2 separate regions of the Sus scrofa genome follow, and region 1 is linked to region 2. Evidence: chromatin contacts called from public HiChIP or PLAC-seq data. All regions are on one chromosome and are shown on one strand. Each heading gives the region's core, a stretch centred on a gene start, on an enhancer-like site or on the middle of the called end of the contact. The rest is flanking DNA. Distances are from core to core; before and after follow the strand shown.

Region 1 (5,179 bases), core at 1,253-3,752, 300 kb before region 2:
TAGATTAGCACAAATCCTATACAGTCTCAGCAGTATTTTGACAATAGTCTCCCCCAACCCCTGACCTCCTCACAAAGGATTCTCCATTTAAGACTTACAACATTAAAAGGACAAATTGCCTCATGGGAGTGAGTACAGCAGGTCTTGACTAGTTCTTTTTTCCGAACTTTTCTACTTCTCTTCAAAACTTTGGATTTATATTTCCAACTATTACTTAAATAACTCCATGTAGGTATACTCTGGATGAATTTCAGTGCAACACAATGCAAAGGGTACGCACTGCTTCCTCTTCTCTTCTAGTTCAGAGCATCATTATCTACCCAAACCATCATTTAAGTCTCCCAAACTAGAAACCTTGGAATTATTCTTAGCATTCTATTTTCCTCATCCCTCATATCCACACTTTCTACAAGTCTGATAGCCTTGATTTTCTAGAATACTCTGACTCTATACTTTCCTCTCTTACTGTCACAGATTTCACCGAAACTGACACAATAAGCTTTCTGACAGCATCTCCCCCGCCTCTCCTAGTCTCTTAGTTTTTCCCTAAGGCATCCTTCCACATTCCTTCAGGTGTCTTTGCAAAGGGCATATTTAATCACATCAGTGGACTCCTTTAAAAACTTTAGTTTCTCCCTGGGGCCCACAAAATCTATTTCTTTCAATGCTAATCTTCACACTCTGCCCCTCCCTATTTAGTCAACCTTTCTCTTATATGCAATCTCTTTGACCTGCAAAAATGCATACCTTCTATCTTTGCTTAAGCACTCTCTCCTCTTTGGGCATTCTCTGCTTATCTAAATCCTCTCCATAATAGTACAAAAATAATTTAGTGTGTAACACCAAGGGATAGGCACTATGATAAACATTTTACATTCATTAGATATTCTAAGCACCATTTTACATTGAGGAAATTGAAACAAATAATTTCTCCAAGATCACATTTTAAGTAAATAGAAAAACTGGTTACAATTCATGAACTGAACATTTAAATGCTGCCTTCATTACAATATGCCATTTAATTCAGGTCAAGTTGTACCCCTATTCTTAAGATCCCAGATCATTCTAGTCCCTTTCTCTCACCTCTAATTGCTGTTTTAACCAAGAGCAGACTATTTAGTACTAAATTATTCTTTAATACTTTCATTTTTTAAATTCTTATTTGAACAGGATTGTAAATTCTTTGTGATCAGAGAATTTTTATAAAACTTTTAATATGACTCTACAAGGGCATACTGTATCCTATAATAGCAAATAGCTATCCTTTATTGGGGCAGGTTATTAGCGAGCCTCATATTTACACATGTAAAGAATACCCAATATTTGTTTTACTTAAATCAGGAGCAGACAGGATGTATTTAGAGAGTAAAAGTGAGTGTAAAATTTTCAACAAGGACGGAGACCAAAATGTATATTTGTTCCACTTTTTTCTCTCTCTCCCATGTTGGGCCATCTTTTTTTTTTTTCCCAATATATTAGTGGTCTCTGTACTTACAATTATTTTAAGCGGTTATTACAAAAATGTTGCTCTACTTTTGTGCTAATAATCTGCACCAGTATGAATACTCAAGTTATGGATTTTGGCAAATATGAAGTCCAAATTTTATACATACATACTTTTTTCTACTTCCATATGCTCTCTTCCTTTTTAGGTAATGCTCCTTTGGACTATTTTTGAGAAATTATTCCTATCAGGATCGCTGGAGTACTTCCTTCATAGGTGTGTAATTTTGCATCCTTTAAAAGCGTCTTCCATGACCCCAGCCCCTTAAGCCAAATGCTAACATGGAAGGTCCACAAACGGAAACGTCCGCCTCTGGAGAGAGGCCTTCAGAGAGGCGGCACCAGCACCTCCCTGGCCCAAGGTCCGGTTGTGAGCGCAGCGGGCAGAGATGGGGATCCCACCCGGCCCGGCGGCCTGTAGGCCTTACTTGGGTGGCCACCTCCGCCCAGCGGCGGGAAACACTAGGAAGCCAGTTTCCGCGCGAAGGCAGCATTCTGCGACCGGCGGGAAACGAGTTCCTGAAGGAGAAGGGTCCCTAGGGCCTTTCCTGGGTGGCCGGCCCCGCCAGGCCGCCTGGCTGGCTGTGTCTGGCTGAGCGCGGTGAAGCGGGTTCATTTCCTTAGGTGCTTTCTCACAAATTTAGGCCGCGCCCGCATGCACTCACCCCACTTTTCATAGTCGTACAACTGCACATAAGAGTTTCTTATCTTTGGTGTTTTTGATACCACAGAACCGAATTGGCTAGGCCTGAGAGGTCGCTCTCGCCCTTGGTCCCGAAATCAGGTCTAAAGCGGCAACCCGTGTGGGCGGCCTTGTAACCGCCAGCAACCCGAAGGCTAGAGGGCGTGTCTAGGGCCCAGGTGCCGGCGGAGGGGCAAGTAACGGCTCACCAAAGCACCGCCCCCCCGCCCCGCCCTTCCCACCCCGCCCATTTTAGTTTCCTCTGGTCTGTGGCCACCTCCTGAGTTGCTTCCTCTTTAAGGCGGAGCCCGGCATAGATCTCGCGAGATCCGGGTTGGCGCCGTGACCTCCATGTGGGAGCTTGAGCTCTATAAGTAAACACTCCGCGCGGCGCAGACAAGGCTTCTTCCTATTTGTGAGGTGGGGGCTGCGGTAGCAGCCGCGCTCCCGACTGGTTCCGGTTTCCTTCCCTCCTCAGCTCTGCTGGGTGGGCGCTTAGTTTAGGATTCACCGCCGCCTGTCCGGCCCGGCGTCTGGTCGGTCTTCCTCTCTGGTGCGCGCGCTCGCCCGCCAGCCGCGGAGAGTCAGAGCGGACCGGGAAGCGGCGCGGGCCGGGCGGGGCGCGGCGCCCCGAGCGCAGGGGGAGACAAAGCAGGGCCGGCCCCTTCTCCCGGCGCCGAGATGTGGATCCAGGTTCGCACCATCGACGGGTCCCAGACGCGCACCATTGAGGACGTGTCCCGCAAAGCCACAATTGAGGAGCTGCGCGAGCGGGTGTGGGCACTGTTCGACGTGCGGCCCGAGTGCCAGCGCCTCTTCTACCGGGGCAAGCAGGTGAGTCGCGCCCACCGCCCCCCACGGGAAGCTCGAGCAAGGGCAGCGGAGCGTTGGCAGGATGCTTAAGCTGGACGGGCCGGAGTGCTTGGTGCCCCACATGTGCAAAATGTACCTGGCTCCACTTCGGGTGGGCAGCCCGCGAGGTTCAGAGCTCGGCCATGGGCGGGGGTCCTCGCCAGCCCTGAGTGCAGGTGCGCTTCGCGGGGTCGGAGGCACCCGGAGCCCGGAGACCTCACCGCCCTTTCTCAATGGGGCAGCAGCCGCTCGCTAGGGCGCCTGGGTTCCCTCTTATTCCCGCGCTTGGTGGGGTCCGGGCTCCTGGAGGGCGGGGAGGGCAGCAGACTCTGGCGGCCATGCCAAAGTGCAGGTGGGGAGGGCTGGCGGCTCTGACTCCCGGCAGCGCTGACCCGGCTAACGGCTTGTATCCTTTCTTTAGCTCTACCGCCCTCCTGGGTCCCAAATAGGAGGGGAAACTTACGTATTGCTTGTTCTCAGGCACAAGACCCTAAGTTGCCTCCTCTCTGTGGAAGGGATTTGTATACACTGAAGGTTCGAAGGCTTTCCAGAACTTCTGCCCGCCCCCTCCTTTCCTGGAATTGAATCTGTCTTGGGGGAGATTAGAGACCTGGGCTGAAGAAGCTGTAGATGTAACCTGGGACCGGGTTTAAACTAGCCAGTCTTGGCGGGGGGTGTGGAGGGGTAATATTCAGAGTGAAAAACGGTTTAAAAGATGTGTCTTGCCCTTATTTCTCACCTTCTCATAGGTCTCTCACCCATGCTTTGAACACAATTAGAGCATAGCTAGCGGTACATACTTGAAGGCTGAAAGTGTTATTTGGCGGTGCCCTAGGGTGTTTGGGCGTCCCTGGTAGTTGTATGGTATGGCCCTGATCTGGCCCATTGAAGATTTTTTCCTGTTCACGTGATCTGTACCTGGAGACCCAGACTCATCGTGTATTTCTTGTTTCTTCTTTGTAAAGACAAAACAAAGTTGGTATCCTCCAGTTGATAGACCATATTTTGGCTCCAATCTTGTAGTTTGAAATAAGTGTAACTCTCTTTCATTTGGTAGAAGTAGCGTTTTGCTACAGCCAACGGGTTTGAGAGGAGTATTTTTCTCCTCTTCATAGGCTTACCTTTTGAAAACTGTCCAGAAACTTCAGAGTAACAAGATTGCACTGAGAAAGAGCGAGGGGTTGTTAAAATTTGTTTTGAAATAAGTGTCAGTATCGTTGATATCAATATCCAGTTTTATATTGATCCTCTAGTGCTTGACTTGTAAAAATAGGTGTTCAATTTGTTTGCAAACTTTGCTTTAGAAATAAATGTATGTGTATTAAACGCTCTTTAGCTTTATAAGGCTGATACCTTTTAATTTTTTGGTCAAAAGTGAAAAGCATGTAACAAAGTCTATTGAATTTTATTTTCTAGCTAGGGACAATAGTATTTGAATTCCTGGGATACTTTAGTGACTTCACCAGAGATAGAAAAGCATGAAAATGAATTCCTGGGCGATGCCCATATAGTCTAATTATCAAATAACACTAAAAGGAAAATGTGCACCTGGCTCTCTTGAGGAAAAGGTAGGGATTGGGTTAAACTCAAGGCAACCAAGTAGCCCTTCTGACAAACCAGGAAGCTATTCCAAGCTCAGGGAAGAACTATTGAGCTTAACAACCTTTTGAACTTTTTACTCCAGGAGTTGATAACTCACTACTTGATTTTACTATGGGGATAAACCAACAAGAATTAGGAATGGACTGTGGGTGCCTCACTTGAGTTGGAGATAGAAGGAAGACATTGCTCCAGCTGTATTTACTTCCTTATGATCTGACAAGCAGAGATGAAATGATTATTATCTATATTCTCCTTTCCTTTTGGAGTCTACAGCCTGTGGACAGGATAGTGTATCTATATCAAGCTGCTTTGGATTGGTGTCACAGGGCTGCCCTTATTCTTGTAAATTGCTTTTGTGCTTATTAGAAAAAGATGTCCCATCCTCAAGATTCCTTTCTCATAGTGCAAAATGTCATAAAATAAAAACAAATTTACAGTTTTCCCTGATGTAAGGAGTCCCCCTGCCTTCACCTTTGTGTGTAAGGTTTGCTTCTTTTAATCTTTGGTATGCATCAGAATCTTTTGTAGATATTTATTACA
Region 2 (5,654 bases), core at 1,715-4,214:
TTTTTTGTCTTTTTAGAGCAGCACCCGCAGCATATGGATGTTCCCAGGCTAGGCATCTATTTGGAGTTGCAGCTGCCAGTCTACGACACAGTCAGAGCAATGCCAGATCCGTGCCACATCTTCGACCTACACCACAGATCACGGCAATGTTGGATCCTTAACCACTGAACGAGGCCAGGGATCAAACCCGCATCCTCATGGGAACTATTTGGGTTCTTATTCCACTGAGCCACGATGGGAACTCCACGACTGGTGTTTTTAGGTGGACCTAAATAAATTAATTTACTATTTGGCTAAAATGCTAATTTTCATTTTAATTTGTAATATAGAGGTATTTTAGTACATTAGGGACACATTTTCTTCTGTGCCATGAATCCAGTTTATTTTCTAGAAGGCTCACTTCAAGTTGCAAAACTGTGAAGTGCTTGATAGATTCACACGATGCTTTACTGCCTTTAAAGTGTTTTGACATTTTACATTGTCTTGTTTAATATTCAACAATGCTCAAAATCAGCAAAGCTGTTATGTTACCCTCATCTTTCTTTTTTCTTCTTTTGTTGGTCACGGTACGCAGTGGCTTGATGTGATATCTCAGTTCTTAGACCAGGGATTGAACCCTAGCCACAGTAGTGAAAGTGCTAAGTCCTAACCGATAGACCACTAGGGAACACCCACCCTCATTTTTTGGGCTTAAAAAAAAAAAAGACTCAGTTCCTGCTACCTCAGTTGGTTAAGGACCCAGCATTGTCTCCGAAGAGGCTCAGTCACAGCTGCAACTTTGGTTTTGATCCCTGGCCCCAGAATTTCCATATGCCAAGAGTGTGGCCACCCGCCCCCAACCAACCAACCAACCAAAAAAATCAAACCCTCCCAAAGCTGAGACTTTATTTACTGTGTTTAACAAATATTATTTGTTCAATATCATGTGTCTGGAGACTATAAATGGACTGGAATTCATGTTTCTAGATTTTCAGTCTGGTGTGCTAGGTTCCTAGTCTAATACAGCATATGATTTATTAAGAACCCTGGTATTCAGTAGCTGTCTGAAATATTTCTTAATCTCCACACTTCAGTTTTCATATCCATGACAAGGAGATAATAATAAAGCCTATTCAACAAAGAATTTTAAAGATTAATCTATTAATATATATGAAGCTCTTAAAACAGCATCAGTCTCACAGTAAGCCCTAAATGAATGTTGAATGTTTATTGCTTTAGTGTATTTGATGGATTTGTAAGGAGAGTTGGGATCTTCATAACATACACATTTGTAAAATTCCCAGTTGAGTGTACATGTTAGGCAAGTTCAGATGTCTATGTGTGTGGGTAATGGAGCCCAAAACTTCTTTCCAATTTAATAACTACAGAAATGTGGCAGCCTGGAGCTTCTGTTGTGGCTCAGTGGTTTATAAACCCAACTAGTATCCATGAGGACTCGGGTTCCATCCCTGGCCTTGCTCAGTGAGTTGAGGATCAGGTGTTGCCATGAGCTGTGGTGTAGGTTGATGATGTGGCTTGGATCCCAGTTGCTGTGGTGTAGGCTGGCAGCTACAGCTCCTATTATACCCCTAGCCTGGGAACTTCGATATGCCACAGGTGCAGCCCTAAAAAAGTAAAAAAAAAAAAAAAAAGGGACTGCCCAATAATCCCATTAGCCTTACTTAAATATATATATATTTATATACACATATATTATATGCACAATAAAAAAATATATTTCCCCCAGGCTTGTGGCAGACCAAAAGTTCCTGGACTAAGGGTGCAACCGTGCAACAGTAGTGACACAAGCCACAGTAACAACACGGGATCCTTAACAGCCAGGTCACCAGGGAACTCTCTAATTAGCCATATTTCATCAGTCCTTGCAATGCTCCTACCATTGAGAAAAGACTTTGAGGGCGTGGTAAATATACCTGTTGAGATACTTAGAAAGGCGGGAATTGGTGGACTGCAATAGAAAATTCAGCACTTGAGACAGCCCAGACCTGTTCAGAAGCCTAAGGATCTGCCCTTTCTTAGCTGAGAATACGTTAGGGGAAACGCAACAAAGGACCCAGCTGGAAACTCTACAGGAAGTTAAAAAAATTGTTCAGCTTTGCAAAACACCTGGTGCTCAGCCATCTGTCTTTGGTAGCACAAAGGCTTAAGTAAGGGATTACTGTTTTTTTCTGACACTTTAGAAGGCAGATACCCCGCAGAAATAATAAGTTGTCGCAAGCTAATTTAAGTACTTCCTGAGGAGTCCGGAGGCACCTGCACTTCATGTTAATAGCTCAGGCTATTCTGCTGACATCTCTAATTTTTGAGAAACCTCCAGACCAAAGTCCTATTAGGGACACTGCAGGTTTCCTCAGCTAAAGCGCACACCTGCGCTGGGCCGGGACATGTTCAGCGTAGGTGTCTGGAACACGGGATAGTATCGCTCCCTTTGGCTAACAACATGGCTTACTGCTTGAGAACTGCTTGCTAAAAGGTTGGCAGGTAGACACCCGTCGCCCACTCAGGATCTACCATTTCGGTCAGAAGTCTCAGAAATCCTGACCATAAGACGCTGTCATTGCTACCCAGCAGCGAACCGCGACATCCTGGCCAGTTCGGTTAGGCTGGGCATTACGATGCCCCACCCATGGCAACGCCACTCTGACGTCCGCGCGCCGGAGGCAGCCATAGGGCCGCGTCGGGCCAAGAGGACGTGTGGCGCGTGGGCTACATCAGGTCCAACCCTGAAGGAACCCAGTGGGCGCTTCTGGGCAGGGTTCTGTGCACCTGTTCCTTTTTTCTGTTCAACTGTCTTTCCCTTCTGGGAAAAAAGGGACATAACCATCTCTAGAAAGCCAACAGCGCAGCTGCGAGTCTAGAATAGGAACAGCGCGGAAGATTAAGCCTAAAGCAAGAATGTGCCTGGCACCTTTAAGCTGTTTGGAAGTTCACGTGACCCGCTAAGTGCAGGCCCCAGCGGTCACGTGACGGCGCGCGCGCGCCCTCGCGCAAGGAGAGCCGGCGGGCGCTGTGCGCGCGCCTTCACCGCTGCCTCCCAGCCCCTCGACGGGAGGCTGAGGAGCGGCGGAGTGATCGGGCGACTAAGGCCGGGTGCGCGTGCGCAGCGAACAGCTGTCACCCAGTGCGGAACAAGTCTCCTAAATTTCCCAAATCTCCCTGGGTCACGGGCTACCGTTTTCCTTCTCATCTTCCTCCTCGGGGTCGTGTCCTCGCCCCAGTCCGCGCGCCAGGTAACCGCTTTTCCGGACTCCGGAGAATGGGGGCAGTGGGGGGAGGGGCCCCGGGCGGTCTTCCCGGCACTGCCCCGCTCCGCGCGGGGCAGCGGGGGGTGCCGGCGTCCAGCCGAGCGGAGACGCGGGGCCGGAGACATTCGGTCCGCGGTCGCCGCGACTGTCATGCCAGGGGGAGAGAGCGGCCCGCCGTGGTCGCAGCAGTGGGAGGCGGGAGCCAGTGACAGCCCGCTCTGGCCCTCAGGGGTTCGGTCCCCGTGCTCGCCGTTCTGCCGGGGGCCGGAGTCGGGGTCGCGCTCTTTGGAGCAGAGAAGCTCGCGGTTAGTCTAGGGATGCCGACTCCTTACCTTTCCCCTTCCAGCCGGGTCTGCGGGGACCCTGGGAAGACCAGGCCTGGTGCGCCCCTTGGGGCCGTCTCTTCCCTGGGACTATCACAACCCGCGGGGTAAAGGTGGGGGCGCCTCTCCAGACCACTCCATCGTAGGCAGTTAGACCCTCTTCCTGGTTCGACTTTAGTCCCCGTGGCTGTCCTTTTGATTTTTCCGGCTTGGGGCCATTTTTTCCTACGGTGCCTCTGGCCACGATGCGGTGTTAGACAGTGGATGCTTAATAAATAGGAGTTGGATAGGGTCGCGTGGTAAGCCAGGCATGGGACGTGGCGGGGGGTGGGGATGTGGAGAAAGGAGCCAGGTAGGCTGGGGCAACGGGCTCGAGCTTGGGGTTTTCCTCGGTGTTCAGCCAATGAAACCAGCAGGGCTAGATTCGGATGCTTTCCGGGTGAACTCGGAGCTAGTCTCCCCCTGAGCTGCTACCATGCACGTCTGCCGGAGCCGGCTTCTGGCTTTGGTGGTGGGCGTTGCTGGAGAGGATTTTTTTGTGCGTCCTCTCCCTGGAAAAGAGAGGGCAAACTTTTAAAACATTTTAAAATTTATTTATTTATTTATTTATTGCTCTTGGTAAGTTACCCTGCGGGGTGATTCCTCCAGCACTGCTTGGGAAGTGTAGGTTAAAAGTTGCATTCAGTCCACTCTTAGCCTTGTGAAAGTTTATGGTAGGCTCTGTTCACCTATGTTCGGACCAAACTTTGCCCTGTTTCACCCACTTGAATTTGCAGTATTTTTTATTTTTAACCTCCGGAAACTCGGCTTCACTGTTTCTATGGCAACGGTTACTAATATTCAAATTTCGAAGTGTCGTGGTTGAAAATTAGTGGCTTTAAATTTTAAAGGTACATTTTTACTTTGTAGCACTAGGTTCTCCTTTAAGATCGTTAGTTATGACCTTTTTAGATCTTTAGAACTATTAAGGTCTCCCACCTTGCTAGTCCCCTCCCAACCCCCCCATACTTTATTTTTGGAATGTTATTACATGGTTCAGTTTTTTAAGGCCTTCTTTCTTTCAGTTTAAGGTGTTATGAAAAGTTTGCACATAATCTTTAGAGCATCTCAGGAACTTGGCAATGCAATTTTTAAATTTTGCTGTTTTATTGTTATTTTTTAAATGGCTGCACCTGAGGCATATGGAAGCCCCTGGGCCAGGGACTGAATCTGAGCTGCAGCAGTGGCCTAAGCCATAGATAGCAATGGCAATGCTGGATCCTTAACCCAGTGCGGGCTGGGGATGGAATTGGGACTCAGGACCTGAGCTGGTCCAGAGACAAGGAGGGATCCTTAACGCACTGTGCCTCAGCGGGGAACTCCAATTTTAGAACTCTTTTTTTTTTTTTTTTTTTTTTTAATTTGATGGCCGGAAAGTTCTTAGGGACAGAGATTGAATCTGGGCCACAGCTGCTGTGAGCTATGCCACAGCTGTGGCAACACCAGATCCTTTAGCCCACGGTGTGGAGCCGGGGGTTGAACCTGAGCTTCTATAGCAACAAGCACTGCAGCAGTGGGATTCCTAACCCACTGTGCCAGGGCGGTCAACTCCCAATTTTAGGACATTTTTATCACCTCAAAAAGAAGTCCTTTCCCATTAGCACTTATTGTTCATTTCTCCTAAATCCCATCCCCACCCCAGCCCTAGTCAATGACTAATGTGCTTTTTGTCTCAATAGATTCGCCGGTTCTGACATTTCATAAAAATGTAATCATATTATATGTGGTCTTGTGTGACTAGATTCTTTTATTTAGCGTAATATTTTACAAATTCATCCATGTCATAGCCTGTTTCAGCACTTCATTCATTTTTATGGCTAAATTACATATCTATTCCATTGTATGGATATATCACATTTTGTCTGTTTGTTGCTTGATGGGTATTTGGGTTGTTTCTACATTTTGGCTATTACGAATAATGTTGCTATAAACTATTTTTTTGTATGGATTATTTTTTATCTTTTTTTAAACTCTTGGGTATACAGCTGTTAGTGGAATTGTTGGATTAAACATTTTCTTTTGAATAAATGAACGAGCAAACAGGGAT

Evidence for each region. HiChIP or PLAC-seq counts read pairs in DNA pulled down with a chosen protein or histone mark.
Region 1: a contact with region 2 is called in an H3K27ac HiChIP or PLAC-seq map of alveolar macrophages. The contact joins the promoter of UHRF2 here to the promoter of KDM4C in region 2. A contact is called at or near these places in 4 of 47 Hi-C or Micro-C datasets (embryonic fibroblasts, heart right ventricle, liver and 1 more) and 2 of 2 datasets of contacts at active chromatin or transcription factors (alveolar macrophages and skeletal muscle).

Annotation. Positions count from the first base shown.
Region 1 is chr1:215,804,951-215,810,129 of Sscrofa11.1, reverse strand. UHRF2 (E3 ubiquitin-protein ligase UHRF2) reads left to right here and starts at 2,502. Exons shown (of 16, transcript XM_021063938.1): 1 at 2,502-3,019. The coding sequence starts at 2,867.
Region 2 is chr1:215,505,088-215,510,741 of Sscrofa11.1, reverse strand. KDM4C (lysine-specific demethylase 4C) reads left to right here and starts at 2,964. Exons shown (of 22, transcript XM_021063858.1): 1 at 2,964-3,230.